2 separate regions of the Mus musculus genome follow, and region 2 is linked to region 1. Evidence: chromatin contacts called from public HiChIP or PLAC-seq data. All regions are on one chromosome and are shown on one strand. Each heading gives the region's core, a stretch centred on a gene start, on an enhancer-like site or on the middle of the called end of the contact. The rest is flanking DNA. Distances are from core to core; before and after follow the strand shown. Region 1 has its middle 63 kb from the start of Mrpl15. Region 2 has its middle 8.3 kb from the start of Gm22307.

Evidence for each region. HiChIP or PLAC-seq counts read pairs in DNA pulled down with a chosen protein or histone mark.
Region 2: a contact with region 1 is called in an H3K27ac HiChIP or PLAC-seq map of extraembryonic endoderm stem cells. The contact joins two enhancer-like sites. A contact is called at or near these places in 4 of 39 promoter capture datasets (the HPC-7 cell line, embryonic stem cells, hematopoietic stem and progenitor cells and 1 more) and 4 of 115 datasets of contacts at active chromatin or transcription factors (differentiating embryonic stem cells, embryonic stem cells, extraembryonic endoderm stem cells and 1 more).

Annotation. Positions count from the first base shown.
Region 1 is chr1:4,720,261-4,725,718 of GRCm38.p6, forward strand. No RefSeq gene overlaps it. Among named protein-coding and RNA genes, the nearest start is that of Mrpl15, 63 kb to the right of the region's middle. Within about 2 kb of position 2,156, at least 24 of the 459 cell types and tissues checked have an H3K27ac peak or open chromatin away from gene starts, as enhancers often do. A contact at or near this core is called in extraembryonic endoderm stem cells, where this site is marked.
Region 2 is chr1:4,534,741-4,539,903 of GRCm38.p6, forward strand. No RefSeq gene overlaps it. Among named protein-coding and RNA genes, the nearest start is that of Gm22307, 8.3 kb to the left of the region's middle. Within about 2 kb of position 3,706, at least 18 of the 459 cell types and tissues checked have an H3K27ac peak or open chromatin away from gene starts, as enhancers often do. A contact at or near this core is called in extraembryonic endoderm stem cells, where this site is marked.

The DNA of each region.
Region 1 (5,458 bases), core at 906-3,405:
ACAGCAAACACTACCCACTCAGCCAACTCTTCAGCCCCAAGTTCCAGATACTTTGTATAAAAGGCAAGAAATGGAAGGATTCATTATTAACAGGGAGGGGAAGGAGCAGGGTCCACCATGGGTTCAGGAAGTGCCTGGAAGAACAGACAGGGAGCATAACTCACCAGCAATGTTTAACTCCTGAGAAGCTTAGACATTCCCCCAGAAAATGCCCTTTTATATCTTCCATAAGTCAGATTTAGAAAAACTAAACTCTTTGATTTTTTTCCAGAAAAAATATGTTTTAATGATTCTTAATTGTAAGGAGCGGGTGTGGCAGCAGTCCCAAGAAGGCGCCAGGGACTGCAGCTAAGTCTTATGACTTGCACCTGACTTCCTCATATACCTGAAAATAAGCCACAACCATCGTGAGAGCTGCGCAGGTGCAGCAGGATACTGGCGAATCCATTTTGGTGGAGACATGCCCCTGCTGCCCTGATTAGCTGAAGCTGCGTGCCTGGTGAGGTGACGTGGCCTGCTGTGAGTGGATGAGGGCTGAGAGTATATAAGAGTGAGAGGCCCGGGTCAGAGAGGAAGAAAAGAAAAGTTGAAGAGAGAAAGATGAGAGAGAAAGTTGAAGCGAGAGAGATGAAGACTGAAGTTTGCTGAATAAACTGCTATTAGAAGGACTGGTGGTCCTGCCGCTGGTTGTGAGCGGACGCGACACTTAATTACACCTATCTTATTTGCTTAGGAGACAAAAATATGTAAAATGTATTTGCAGGTATTTTTCAGTGCCTACGGCATTCTGAGAGAGAAATTATCATCTTGGCTTTGCTATTTACAAAATGGGTAACTAAGCATACACCTGGCTTCTCAATGTGTCTTTTCAGCATAAGAGGGAGATAACTAAATTGTGACAATTGAATGAAAAAAATACATGTAATGTACTGAAAGAGCAAGCACCTGCACCATGATGATGACCCTTTCCGATGCCTGGGCTCGTACTAAGCACATTTTAGACTCAATAGTTGCTGTAACAGGAAGAATGAACCTTTAGAGCCCAGAGCTGAGGAAACTTTACTGCCCGACATGGGCATTTCAGTTATCATTTATATCATCATTGGCCCTTCCATGAGGGATGAATATCTGATGCTCAGGCAGCTAGAGATCATGCTTGGAAGGCATTTTCAGGAATAGACTAACTTGTGTTTTTCACCTCATTCCTTGTAACTTCACAGGAAGTAGAAAAAGTGATCCTAGTCTTGGAGCCTTCACTGTACATTCCGAGGGCCCTGCAGGTCAGGCTGAGACCCCAGTTTGGTCATCACTAAGAATATGCCATAAATAATATGGTTTGCAACAGTGGGGCAAAATGCACTCGATCAACTACCATCCAGAGTTATAAAATAAGTTGTCCTTCCAAGAAAACGCTAGTTAAACAAAGATTTTTAAAAGATGAATTTCTTTAGTTTATTATCAAATATGAGTCTTTGTTTTTAGCTACAATTCATGTCATTATTCACATATGTTGTTCCAATAAACAGTAAATATATACACTATACTTTAAAAATATTATGTATTTGCCAGTATAGTGCACATATCGCCTTTAAAAAAACAACTGCAAAAATGGTCTTGTAAAAAAGTATAACTCTAGCTATCAATAACAAAGTATAACTCTAGCTATCAATAACTGCTCAGGCGTCTGCTACAGCCTTTTAAGAAGCCTCTCCTTGCCGGGCGTGGTGGCGCACGCCTTTAATCCCAGCACTTGGGAGGCAGAGACAGGCGGATTTCTGAGTTCGAGGCCAGCCTGGTCTACAAAGTGAGTTCCAGGACAGCCAAGACCATACAGAGAAACCCTGTCTCGAAAAACCAAAAACCAAACAAACAAACAAACAAGCAAAAAAAAAAAAAAAAAACATTAAAAAAAAAAAAAAGAAGCCTCTCCTTCTGGTAGATTCAATTTTTTGGCAAACTCAGATCAATATGTCCCTCTATGAGATGAAAAGACTGAGACTCTTCATCTAACACCATCAGTTGCTTGGCCTGGAGTCTCACAAGCTTGGAGAAGCTGGGGAGCAAGCACATTGAAGCCGGCCTGCCTTGAGGTCACAATGTACTCCCCACTTTAACACTGCCAGGAAAAGCTTTGCTGTGCTTTAAGTTGCCAAACCACTGAAGCTTTAGGTGATGAATCTATTACTTATTAACAAGAGGTTATGCTCGTTTGTGTAAGTAGAAGGTGTGAAAGCTTTCTTCATTTTTAAACACTATGACCTACTAAAGAGGAATGTAAAAAGATAAAGACTGCTACAAATGCTGCATTTCATGGAATGAGGCCAACTGAGAACCACCAGAAGTGCAAAGACGTGAAGTCATGGGAAGATGGCAGGTAGGTCCAATAATCAAACGCGCGCGCACACACACACACACACACACACACACACACACACACATGCACGCACGCACACAGCTGGAACAAGCTGGGCTGCCTGAAGTACCAGGGTGCAAAGCTATCCTTCTCCATAGGAGTTTTGTCCTATCAAGGCCATTGTTTGACAGAGCTCAGGCCTAACAATGACCCATTGTTGCAGATGCAAGTGAGCGTTCCAGGTCTCTCCCTTCATTTTCAGCCTTAGATTCAGCCACCCTCCTGTGGGCTGCTCTGCACATACACTATGTCTGGGCTGCCGGCACACACCACAGATGCCCTGACCAAGTTTGGAGATATTGGAAAACTTTGTCCTTGCTCTGATTTTGATAAAATATAAAGACTACTGCAATTGTTTACAGAAAGATGACACAGGAGAAACAGACTGTGGAACTGCCTACCCGAGCCTCCTACCTCCCTACAAAGCCACATTTGGAGCTCCAAGGACACACCACACACAGAAGATGCGCAGAGGATTTTGTACAAATATGTGATGGCTTGAAATCTTCATTTTTAAAAGGAACTTAAAGACTGTCTTCAGTTACTTGTAAGAGGTTGGTTTTGTTTAACTAACCCTGAAATGGATAGTAATCGCTGCATGGATTTTACTTTCAATGCTTCACGAAGTTGCAAGTCATCCTTGAGCAGGAGACATGCCAGTCTTGGTCTCATTCAGAGTTTATTATGTGTGCTGCTCGGTGAACACCACTGGATGGATTTTTAGTTCCTGGCCTAAAACAACATACCTATAAGCATGCAGCTACTAGCTATAGTTCTTGATTTCTGTATCATGTGAGATTCTTGTACTATGCATAAAAGAATAGTAAGAAGCTTACTGTAAATGTCTACTAAGGAGGCCCTGGATAACAGTCTCACCTGGAAATCATCTCTCCATGATGTATCACTTCCTAAGTGAAGCAGGTGATGACCTGAAGCAAGAGTTTGGACAGTGCCTCTTGACTCTTTCAACAGAGCAGAAGATGTTTCTTGGGGCTGTCTGAATGCTCTGTGTTCTTTGCCTTTTCATTCTATCTGGGATGGAGGATCTTGATAATACTTTTCTAAGGTCCCACAGTGAGAGTGCCTGCCTGAAAGAGTACCAGGTGTGGAAGGATGCCTTGAGTTCCTTATGTTAGACCCTTTGAAAAGGAGGGAATTACCCTGGCATCCAATTTCCCCAGCTGCCCTGGGTTTTGTTGTTCAAGTATTCTATGCATTTCTTCTTCCATCTGTAAAATAGTAACTGTCTACTATTTCTCATTGAGATTTGTTGCGAAACAGAGACTGATTGTAGGTAAAAGTACTTTATAAAAGTCATCTGTGTTGGTGTTAACCATCTATGGAAAAATGCATTGAGTTTGTGTGCATGCCACAGGCCTTTCATCATCTGCCCTGACGGGTGTACCTCTTCACCTTCTGTCTCTTCGCCCTTGCTTCTACACACCACTCCTCTAAGCACTTACAGCACCCACGTCTCTTCCCTCCTTGAGCTGTCCTGTGCCTTAGTGGTTGAGAGCTGAGGTGCAGCATGGAGCCCAATGTCTCTAAGCTCTGGGGTAAAAAGCGGAAGAGAGCTAAGGGAAGTAGAGAGGTTGTTGGGGGGGAAGTCACAATGAGCAATTTTCTATCCAAACTTAATTTTGGATAACAAGATGGTGACTTTTTCTAAAATGTATTAAGAATTTCACAAGGCAAGTTCTCTTATTTTTAATGTGTACATCTATGTTGTGCATTTTTTTAAGTCCTTAGGTTTCAAATCTTAATCTATACTAACCTCTTGGTTCATTGAAGTGTCATACGCTTTCCTGATTGTAAAAGAAAAGAAATATATGCACTATTTCTGACCAAATGTCACATGAAACTTAGACAAATATGGAGTCATTATCCTTCTCTTGACTTCATTAAAACTGAACTAGAGTGTGGATTAGGTGCTCTTTTCTGCTTAAGGTCAGTCAGCTCTGGTGCTTTTCCTTACCTCTGTATCAACGCCTTTTCTTCCTCTAGCCTGTTTTAGTAAATGATCGACTCATACCGAGACTTCATAGATTCCCCCGTTGCACCCAGAATTTCTCTGAACTTAAGTCAGCTCAGCAAAAATGGAAAGTGAATGTCAGGGCAAAACCTGTACTAGAACCGTGGTAATACAGAGTAAATGAGTCCCTGACTCTTACGGGTCTTTCATTCTAGTGAGTGGATCCGAATTTTAATAAAGTGAAGTCAGTGCTGAGCAAGGCATGTGCTAGGGAGGGAGGCACAGGGAAAGAGGCAAGAGAGAGCTAAGCACTCAGCTAGTTGAGAGTGGCTGACATCAACTGGAATACCCTGTAAGTGCTAGGGACGCAGCTGCTCTCTAAACATTCTAGGCAAACAGATTTCATTCTGCTGGAAGTGAGAGACCAGAGGCCTGGGCTTCCATTAACTGTCTCACAATAGGGCAGATTAAGCCCTCTCTTCAAACAACGTGTTGTCAGCCGCTCTATCAGCCGTAATTACCTTTTCCAATCTTACAGTGACCTCCCTGCAGGTGCTGGGGGAAGCAGGTTAAGAATGCCCCCAGCTTATCTTGGTATATTCTGCCCAGTTGAAGGTTGCAGGAGTAAACTTTATTAAGCATTGTCCTGGCTCATCAGGTGGTATCAGCATTAGGGACCAGCTAATCAAAGTCCACCTCTGAATTGTGACATGAATGGACCTGCGTCACTCTGCTTCATCAGAAGCCTGAGGCTGGCCACCTCAAAGGCACTTGGTGAAATGTGGCTTGGGATGAGCCTGGTTTGTTCAGTGTGGTCTTATGACCCATAGTCACCTTAAAGGCAGACTAATTATATGTGACAGTGAGATTCATGATAGTTTATAAGACTTGAGTCTGGCAGCACAATGTTGTGACTCAATAAACATCCCATCCTAGTCTGACCATGTGTTCTAAAGCCAGAGGTAGATAAGTGGCCAAGTGGGAAGCTAAGGCCTGGCTGCCATCTAGCATTTAATATTGTGAGTAGACTATTAAGGAAACTTCATTGGGAGCATTCTGCTATACATAGGGCA
Region 2 (5,163 bases), core at 2,456-4,955, 180 kb before region 1:
TTAATTTAAATAATTAAACAATAATGGTAATATAATGATAAGCATTATTAAACTTGATAAAGAACTTTATTTGTTCTGGAGAGTCACCTGTGTGCTTCAGAACTTCTGGAACTGCTTCCTGGAACCTTGAGCACACTACAGCACACTCTCTTGTCCAGAGGCCTGTACTCTCCCAGGGTGATGATGTAGCCAGTCTGTACATCCCTGAAACAAGGGATCAGGACATGTTCTTGTGGTACTTCTGAAATTGATTGGATTGCATTTTTGGACCTATAGGAAATGATCTAAACAGATGGCAATAGTCCTGTATCTTCATCTTGGTCACAACACCAGAAAGAATCTGACCTTGGATAGAGACATTATCGGTGAAGGGGCATTTCTTGCCCACATAGGAGCCCTCAGTGACCTTCTTGGACATCATGAAGCCCACTATCCTTGTAGTACCTATGGAGCTTCTCCTTTGTCAGTTTCTCCTGGTAGAACCCATTTTCTTTTGCTTTGAAAGATGGTGAACTGCTTTTGGGAAGCATACTTGGTCTGAATGTCCACCGGCTTCCTGGCAACCCGAGAGAAAATGTATTATTATTTTTTAATCTCAAGAATTTGGTTTCTTTATGAACTGAAAGTGAAATTTGATGGTATCTGAGCGAACTGTGACCTGGCTAAAATCTGAAAAACCAGTAGCCTCTAGAAAGAGCTCATGAAAAGACACTATGTTTCTTTGAGAGCTAATAACTTCATCAGACATATCAGGTGCCAAAAAAATGTGTAAGGATCTTTCTGGAATAGTTAACACATATATGCTTCCCATGTGCCAAGCCTTGAGGCAAATGCTTAATCTCCTTAATCATTATAATATTTCCATTGCAGAAGGCAGAAAAGCCAAACACTGCCCTAAGCCACACTGTTGTCTAAGTCCCCACTGGAAGAAGCCAGGCATATGAGGTCTGAGCTTTGCTCTTCAGTGTGACATGGAATTGTGTCTTTGTGAGAATGTCTCACACTTGCCCAGGTGTCTCTTCTTTTCATTAATCATAAATGTATATTTTATAGAGAGTATTGGTGAGTAATACAGCAGAAAATAGAGGCAGAGACATTTCTGCCAAATGCAGTGCTATTCCCTGCCACCTGCTTTAATATTCTGTCTAAATGTCTCAAATCTTATGCCATGAAGTTATTGAGCCCCTCAACCTGAATGTAGAGAAGGTATGTGGACTGGCTCCCAGGACACCTCAAGACCAAAAAGATATCCTCATTCAGAAAGGAGTACATGTAGACCTCACTTTCCTGACACCAGCTGTCTGTCACAGCTGCCCCATCCCTTCTCTATACTTCAGGCCAAACCACACATGCTTTAAGAAAAGTGATGTTGGTTGTCATGGCAGAAGCAATGAAGAGTGGTGCAGAGCTGACAGAATCTTATGTGGGTGATAGAAACTTCTTGGTTCCAAATGCTGAAATGATAGATTGATATTTAAGAACAACTAGAAAGCTAGAGAGAAAGGAACAGTTGAGACTTGAGCAGATCTAGATGAAAACAGGATTTTCAACATCCTTAAAACAGATGGGAGAGAATGTTGAATTGGGGGTTATTACAGTTTATGTCTTTGCAAAATGCACACATTTTCTGTGTCCTTTTTTACTTTAAAATGATGGTATGTGGGTTATGGAGAGGTGCAGTAACAATACATGTCTCCCTTTTAAGTGTTATCCAAAGCAGTCTTTTCAACTTCTCAATGCACTTTAGTCAATATAAGCTTCCCTTTTCTGGAAAAAAAACTACCACAAAAATATATGTTTGGAAGTTGTGTTCTGCTGAAATCCTTAAGTGTAATACTTTTGACATTGTGTGTGTGTGTGTGTGTGTGTGTGTGTGTATTCACATGAGCACACACATACCTGTGTGTGATCAGAGGACAACCCAGTACTCTGGCACAAGCAGACTTCCATCTTTTATGTTTTCTGTGAAAAGGAGTTCTTTCTGATCTTTGACATGAGTGAGAATTTGTTAGTTATTAAAATCCACAGAAATATCCCAGGTGAAGAAAACCAAGTATTATAGAGAGGCCTATAGATATCTCATCAATATTTGCAGCCAAACCTGTCATTATTGGAGTAGCTTCATCACAACTTGGTTATCAGTTGGACATCTTCCTAAGATAGCACCTTGACCCTGAAACATATCTTCCTCTTCTAATGTGGGGCCCAGGCCTTTTGACCTCCAAGTCCTTTCCTGGGAAGGCATAAATGGACACGTGCACTGGGCACACATGTTTTGGAGACAATGTCAGAGAGCCAGCTTGAGCTTGAACTCTGAAAAGAATTGGAAGCTGCATGGTGCTTGGGTCCCCTCTTGTTCCTGTATCTCCTCTTCCCCAGAACTCCTAATTTGTAGTAAAGCCACCATTCTTTGGTCCTGTTTGTGCACATCTCCCCCACATCTTTGGTGCTTTCTTCCCAGTTCTCTCTTCTGATTTCCCTTTCTTTCCCAGGAATTCTTCATCCAGAGTCTCTTTTCTCCGCCTCTAAATCTTGTTTCACACTGTTAATATACAAAAGGAAGCAAATGACAGGAGTTTAAGGAACAATCTTCTGCTGTCTGTGAGAGGGAAACTTCATTTCAGCTGCATCACTAGCATCTTTCTTTGATGATTTTTGCACTTCGTGATTGGGCTATCATCCTTTGTGTCTGAAATGGAGAGAGATGAAGGTCTAGAGCTAACTCAGAGAGAAAGTGAAGGAACCCCCACCCACCCAACTAATCAAATTGCATGCCTATGAGAGGGTGTGGCCAAAGATAGTCACTGAGCAGATAGTTCAATGATCAGAGTCCAGAGAGGAATTAGACAGGCAAATAAGTACCCAGAGTACAGTGAGATATGATAAAGGCTGATATGAAGTGATTCTGGAGTTTGGGGACGGGAAAGCAAGCAAATAGCATTGTGCTTAGAGGGTGGAGGCCTCAGAAAGGAGCTGACCTTTAACAAGAGATTTGGAACAAACAAGATGCAGTAAAGATACACAGGGTGCATCCTCTGACAGTAGGGAAACAGACATTCCAAAGCCACATGGTGAGAGCAGAGTCAAAGGTGTGTCTGAGAAACAGTGAAAGTAGAAATGGTAGGAGACAGCTTAAAACAAGACAACCAAAGGATCCCAAGGAACTACAGCTGGTTAGCAGTGTAGGTGTTATCCTGCAGGTCACAAGGGGGGCTGAAAGTATTATAAATGCTCAAAGGGCAATGACAATTGTGGGGGCTCGAACAAAAACTCTGGTAAGCAATTAGGAGGAAAAAGAGGCACCAAAGATAATTTCACAAGCTTGTTTTCAAAAGCTATTGTGTTTCCTAATAAATGTGTTTCCTAATAAATACATAACAATAACATTGAGCAAAACATGCGTGTAAGTCAAAGAGTGAACTTAGGGAGGGAGAGTTCATGTGTTCAGCTGGGCACTTTCCCTTTAGGTTGCTGGCTGGGTGTCAGTCTGCATTGGGAAATGGTGGCATAAAGCCCATGAAACAAAGCCACACTTGGAAATCACTGGATATAGCTAGAGACAAAACCTTGAAGGCCCAGGGGACATGTATAAGGTAAAGGAAAAGAAAACCTAGGTCGGAGCCTTGACAGGGCAAGGGGCAAACAGAAGATTGGAAAGTCGTGAAAGTAGGAAGAGATACGGAGAGGTTTACTGTCTTCACATCAAAGGGAGAAAGGTTTTCAGGAAGGGAGTGGACAACAATGTCAGAGGCTTAAGGGTGACGGAGTAAGATAAGGAATGTAAATGTAAGGTGGACTTTGAGATCTGGAATCTGTAGGTAATCACAGGACAACCTTCAGGTAGGAGGCATGTGTGTTACGGAAAGGATGAGGTCAGTGTGGCGTCCCTGGGAGTCAAAGACCCTACACACCCTAAAAATGACGAGACCACCAAATATGTTGCTTATGTGTGTCACAACTATTCATATTAACTACATTAGAAATTGAAACAGAATATGTTTTAAAATAGCTGCTTACTTGTTCTTAAAGTAATAAATCTGAGTATGAAGAGGTGACTTAAGAGTCAAGTACACTTACTGCTTTTGAAAATAGTTTGTTTCCCAACTCCTGTCTCACAGCTGTCTATAGCTCGTGTTCTAGGGGATCTTAGATTTCTTAGCTCCCCAGGCCCTCTCATTCAAGCACACACTCCTATATACACCTTTACATACACCTAATTAAAAATAATAGCACAAAATCTGCATGTAATAAACTTCTTAATAATCTATCCATGAGAACCTCAATACAGATCTCCAGAGTCCAGAGATGTTTGTAAGCCCAGTGCTGTCAAGGAAAGGCTAAGACAAGAGCATTGCTGAGGCTTGTTGGCCACCAGCCTCTGCCCAGGTTCAGCAAGAAACTTTGATTTAAATGAGTAGAAGAACGTGGTTGATAGAGAAGGACACCCCATGTCTCACCTGTGAGGGCACATAAAAGCATGAACATCTGTGTACACAGATCACACCCATACATACCTACACACATACAGATAACAAATACATTTTAATCACCTTAAACACCATTTTTAAGTGAAAAGTATCGTTACTTTCTTGAGAACTTACGTTCTCGAGACAAACAAGTACAGTCCAGCTGGGTAGTGGAGCTGTATGCACTCAGGAGGCAGAGGCAGGCAGATCTCTGTGAGTTAGAGAACATCCTGGTCTAAAAACACAGTCCAAACCAACCAGGCCTCCATGGAAAGACCCTGTCTCAGAAAAAAACAAAACAAAACAAAACAAAAAACAATAAGATTCCACAGTCCAGTTAATAACTCTTAAATTGCCAGCCTATGTAAGGCAATTGTGCATTCCCCTTTTGCCTGCTGTGAAAACCCAGAAATTCACTTGGGTCTAGTCTGTCTATTCATAAGAAAACACTCAAAGATGAAAACACCTGAACATCCTCCTCCACAGCATGCATTACAGTGTGCGTGTAATTTATAATTTATAATAGAAACTAGCTGCCAAGGAACAGAAGCTAAGGGATTTGTGTAAGTTCATTGTTTTCAATCTCATTAGCAAGTTTCAGCTACACCTTCTGACTACAACATTAGGGCTAAGATGAAAAATAACAATTTTCATGCTCTCATGTTCAACAACTCTCTGGTCTTATAGCCATCAGGCA